2 separate regions of the Gasterosteus aculeatus genome follow, and region 2 is linked to region 1. A link is a contact called in public Hi-C data. All regions are on one chromosome and are shown on one strand. Each heading gives the region's core, a stretch centred on a gene start, on an enhancer-like site or on the middle of the called end of the contact. The rest is flanking DNA. Distances are from core to core; before and after follow the strand shown. Region 1 holds the start of bcl11ba (BCL11 transcription factor B a). Region 2 overlaps LOC120833417 (a long non-coding RNA gene).

Evidence for each region. A called contact is a pair of places that touch in the nucleus more often than the background predicts.
Region 2: a Hi-C map of skeletal muscle shows a contact between it and region 1, with 4 times the contacts expected there. The contact joins the enhancer-like site here to the promoter of bcl11ba in region 1. A contact is called at or near these places in 3 of 6 Hi-C or Micro-C datasets (skeletal muscle, tail fin and whole body).

Annotation. Positions count from the first base shown.
Region 1 is chr15:17,157,546-17,160,288 of fGasAcu3.hap1.1, forward strand. It overlaps bcl11ba (BCL11 transcription factor B a), which reads left to right and starts at 1,343. Exons shown (of 3, transcript XM_040199604.2): 1 at 1,343-2,306. The coding sequence starts at 2,252.
Region 2 is chr15:17,513,632-17,516,374 of fGasAcu3.hap1.1, forward strand. It overlaps LOC120833417 (a long non-coding RNA gene), which reads left to right. Exons shown (of 4, transcript XR_013452690.1): 3 at 2,575-2,743. Among protein-coding and RNA genes, the nearest start is that of LOC120833417, 7.7 kb to the left of the region's middle. Within about 2 kb of position 1,325, at least 1 of the 9 cell types and tissues checked has open chromatin away from gene starts, as enhancers often do.

The DNA of each region.
Region 1 (2,743 bases), core at 93-2,592:
GCGACGGCGTTGAGACGCAGACATGCAGATGAAGAAGCGGATCCAGCTGCCGTGCGGCGCTAGTTCACACCGCTGCTTTAAAACAACGCTGACGTCCTTCTGGTGTAAATCTGAGCGGGGGGGGGGGGGGGGTCATCCCAGAGACGCTCCTGTTCAGCAACTTGGACTCTCACCTGCTGTGTGTCTGCACGCGCACACACGCACACGCACACACACACGCACACTGCGAACCCCAAATTGCACGGCTGCTTGCGGCTCTCCTTGCCCCCCCCCCCCCCCCCCCCCCCCCCCGAAGGGACGTGTGAGGATGAACATCATGTCAGCCGCCCTTTAAACAGTAGGTGCAGCTGGGGAGGGAACGAGCAAGTGGAGACGCTGCTTCTACCAGCAAACCTGTTATCCATCATCTGCACGCACACACACACACACACACACACACACACACACACACACACACACACACTATAGCTTCAGCACTTAGATGTGATGTTATGTTGCTTATGATGTGTAGCTGCAGTTTCCCTCTTGTTCTCTGTAATTTTACAATTATAAAATCTGTGGCATTTTATTTTGAAGCTTCTCGATGAGTTGCATAAATCAGTGCTCCTCCTCCTCCTCCTCACTCACCTCTTCCTCTCCGGAGGTCAGCGTGAGGTCACAAAGCTGCCTGATTGGGAAACACAAGGATGTTTCTTTTTTTGATACCACTTTCTAATTGAATAAGTCTGGATAAACAGAAAGCTCCTTGTTGCCATATGTTTGGGATAAATATGAATAAATATTGATGGAATGTGATCCTTTCATTTGTTCGCGGATTCAGGCCGACCCGACGCACCAGAGACAATACGACAATACAACGAGCTGATAGTAAAACTTGTAAAAATAAAAAGTGGAAAAAAGCGGATCTGATGAGCCGCGCAACCAAAATAAAAAAAAATGTATGATTATTTATGCTTTGTGAATTTCATTAAGAAAAGGAATCAATTATTAATTATTAAGGATTTCATTTCATGACGGGCCTTTATTGTGTTAAAGGCGCGTGAGCGCAAACGGAACAAAGCGGTTCAAAGGGTCAAGCGTTAATTAAAATGTAGTTTACAACATTTAATAAGCAGCTCATGTAATGCGCGCTATCCCGCCAAAGGTGTGCGCGGATCGGCCGGTCGTCGCGCGCTACCGGCCCGCACGCGTTTGTCCAGCAACCCCGGAGACGAGGACGCGCCTCAGGTCGCACTGATCCAAACGAGTCCCCGACGGCGCACGGAGGCGCGGAGCGGCCTGCAGGGGCTCGGACCGCTGCTGCCGTGCGCGCCGCCCGCTCGGGTGTATGCGGGAGTTGGAGAGCAGCGTGTGTGTGTGTGTGTGTGTGTGTGTGTGTGCGTGTCGGCGTGTGTCAGTGTGTGTGAAAGCCACCACTAGTCGCCCCCAGTGCTCTTCAGTCTCCACTCTCCCTTCTCACCGCAGACTGAACGTCACGTCCGCACTTGAACTTGAGTTTTCTCCCATTGTGGAAGCCAGAGAGCCGCACAGAGCCGCACGCCGACGCACGCAGCCGCACACAGCCGCGCACAGCCCGAGGAAGCGGCGCACTGCAGCCTGCACAAAGAGAAAAGAGCGCGGCGGTCTGTCCTCAAACCGGCGCTTGGGCTTTGACTTAAGAGTTCAAGTGCAACGCGCGTCGCCGGCGCTGTCAGTGCCGCAGCAGAAGTGCCCAACACTTGGTGCCACCCAGAGAAGTACCGAGAAGGACAGTGGATCCCTATTTGAGACACTTTGAGACGTGACTTGGCGTCATTTCGCCCGCGTTCTGTGGACAGGGACGCAGCGTGTCCAGCGTGGCCGCAGAGTGGACACGGGCAGTGACTGTCCACCCGGAGGTGACCGCCGACCTCGCGCGTCTCCGTTGTCTTTTCTCTTTTTTTCTTCTTCTGAAAGATGGTGTGAGCGCGGCGGAAGGAGCCGGTCCGCCCGCCGCCTCGCTGCCAGACGGGAGGCGCGCCGCCACTTTGCCGCTGAACTCCGACCGACCGACCGCCCCGCGCCGCGCCGCGCCACGGCCGCTCACCGCAGAGCGCAGGAGCCGCGGCTCGCTGGAGGGACCATTCGAGGGGCCACGCGCGGGGCCAGCGCCGAGTGGGCCGCTCGGCGTGCTTTTGGGGGCCGGTTTGCGGCCGGTACGAAGGAGCCGCAGGAGGAGAGTCGACCCTTCCAGCGCCGCTTTCCGGGCGATGCCAGTGTAAATGCCAGGGCGATGTCCCGACGCAAGCAGGGGAACCCGCAGCACCTGTCCCAGAGAGAGACAACACGTAAGTGTCCCCCCACCCGTCCACACAGCAACAGCACACTGTCCTCTCTGCTGGAACCCCGAGAAGTTGAGAGTTGGATTTGTTTTTTCTTACATTTTGGGAGCAGAAAGTTTCTCTCCTCTTTTATTCCTCACTGGCGAAATTAGATAAAGGCCATAATTTACTATTAATACTTTCCGATTATTACAACGTGTAAATTGCCTCTTATTATTATTATTATTATTATTATTATTATTATAAAGCGTAAAGGGAAAAACGTGTCGGGTTGCTGAAGGAGAAAAGCGAGTTGGTTAAACGAGAGATGACTTTTGTATTATTCCGCTTTTACTTTAAACCGAATTATAAACGGCTCCGTCCACGAGCAGAAAATTACTCTAAAAATATAATTCCTACTCCTTAATTTATATCCGGAATACGGGATACTAAAACACTTAGTT
Region 2 (2,743 bases), core at 75-2,574, 360 kb after region 1:
CTTAATTTCCCCTCCCGTCCCTCCCCCTCCGTCTCTGTCCTCACTGTGGTTAATAGCTAGTTTAAGAGCAATATGATGTATTACTCGGGGCTCTCTCTGGGGAAACCCGGGGGGGGGGGGGGGCTCCTGTACTGAATTCATTTAAGACGCCGTGGCTATTCCACAGTCACACTATGCCCTATTCACACAGCGCCCACGTATCCCCTCCATCCCCCGACTTTAATGGCAAATTAACTATTCTGAACTGTATTAAATTGCGACTGTAATCTTGGTCAAAGGGCGTGTAAGACATGCGTGTACGCAGCAGCTTTTCAAAGGTGCCGAGGTGAGAAAGAGTTGAGTGTGAGTATCGGCTAAACGTGGGCCATCCTACTAAATAATGACATTTTAGCTCTCATGGGATACGTGGCTGTAACGCCATTAAAGCAATTTGAACAAGGTTAACAGACACAAGCAACATTAGCGCTCCGTTTGAGTTTAGCTCTGTCAAGTCTCGTTTCTGAGAAGAAAATACGTTTTACGTTAAATAAAGAAAGAAGGTGTAATTCACAGCCTTCCTCAGCTGATGGAATTTATTTAATTTAATTTGAATATTGATCATTTATTTTCATGCTAAATTTTTCCCATCTGGCTTTAAAATTCTCCTTTCCCCCTACCGACATACCTGATAACCGAACCATCTTCAGTTTGAGAACTTCTTCTCCAAATTGTTTTGTAGAAGATTACAGATTCGTTTGAAAATGCATTCTATCCATTTACTGTAAAAAAAAAAAAAAAAGGTCATATTCAAACATGAATGTATCAGTATCAAACACCCAGTCAAAGCCAGACAATAACAATGGAGTTGGGGATTATGGCTGCACAGTACAGTACTGCTGGCAGACCTTCAGTCATGCATGCAGGTTTACACACACACACAAATGCACAAAGACGTAGTCATTCAAAAGGGTAGAGGCCCAAAAAGGGCCCGGTTGTTTGCGCCCTTTCTACACATCGCAAGCAGAAAGTGGTGGAAAGTGGCCTCCAGCAAGCTTGCTCAATGAAGGGTGAAGAGACCCAGGGAGGGTCCCTCAAGCCTGGGGGAGGTTTTAGCTAAATTATACGTTTAAGCCTTGTGTGTGTGTGTGTGTGTGTGTGTGTGTACACGGCTGCAGCCAGTGTGTTTCTGTGCATTTTTGCAGCAAGTACAGCGTATGTGTGTGTGTGTGCTCTGTGTGCATCCTGCGTGATCGGGCTTTAATGGCGGCTCCAGCCCTGGTCCCAGCCTCCGTAATGAATGAGCTATTACTTAATGAAATCTGAAGAATGCTTGGCAGCGGTGGGCCGAGTTGGCGCCGCACACCAGGAGCCCGTTCCAACACGCGGCACTGATGCCATCGTATTTAGGACTGGCGTTTGTCGTCATGCGAGACGGGGGCCAATGTGTGCTCTGCCCTGATTGTTTGAGTATACTATCATTAGCAGGCTGGCTTCCAATGAGGCTTTCATCCCAGAGACAAGTGTTTGTTGAATGCTAACCAGGGTCAGGCCGGTCAAAGGCTTTCCAGCACGTGTGATGTAATCACAGCACGGGGATGTCAGTTTCACACCTTGTTTCCTGTTGGATTCTCACGCCGTTACTTCAGTGCATGATGATTTCTGTTTGGGCTGGACACCGTGTACACTTGTTAGCTGCACGTTTACGTTGCACCAGGATTTCTTTTCCTTCTTTTTTTAGGACGGGGTAAGTGTGAAAAGCATTTAACGGTGCACACATGGGAGGAAAAGTCCTCAGCTTTTTGTGTTTTCTTGATGGCAGGTGTGACAACTGGGGGAAAAAAATGTTACCCGTTCTTTGCCCCCCCTTGCCCCCCCCCCAGCCTCGGGGGATAATCTCCTGCTGTGTGTGTGTGTGTGTGTGTGTGTGTGTGTGTGTGGAGGGGGGGGGGGGGATAATAAGGGGTTGTAAATATTTGAGAATGTGCATTCCACATGAATGGGTAATTGCATACATTGAGCACATTGACAAAGACACCCCAGACATACACACACACACACACACACACACACACACACACCTCCACGAATACCACATGTGAACACATTGAAATATTTTTTGGGATCAGAGTGTGTTTCCGTTAAAGTTTGCTTTGCGTGAATGTCATCATACTGCCCTCTTTTGTTTGCGAGTCAGATAATGTTACCCCCCCCCCCCCCCCCTCTGCCTTACTCATCATTTACTGCTCCACTGACTTCAATCTTATTTGCATGTTTGTATTATTTTTATTACCACCTCTTTACACCTGCAGTAGTAGCTGTTGTCACACGAAGGAGTGTGTGTGTGTGTGTGTGTGTGTGTGTGTGTGTGGTTATATATGATTGCATATTAGAATGCAAGTGTCTACAGTGGGTCGGCACGGTGACGTGGTGGTTAGCACTGTCGCCTCACAGCAAGAAGGTCCTGGTTCCACTCCGCCCAGTGGCCTTTCTGTGTGGAGTCTGCATGTTCTCCCCGTGTCTGCGTGGGTTCTCTCAGGTTGGTTGGGGACTCTAAATTGCCCGTAGGTGTGTGAATGGTTGTATCTCTCTGTGCAGCCCTGCCATTGGCTGGTGACCAGTCCAGGATGAACCCCGTCTATCGCCTGAAGTTGGCTGGGATGGACTCCAGCCCCCCCGTGACCCTGTGTGCCGGATAAGCAGTTTGCAGATGGATGGATGGTGTCTACTCCGGGATGTAAATGCGACCCTGGTTGCATACGCACCC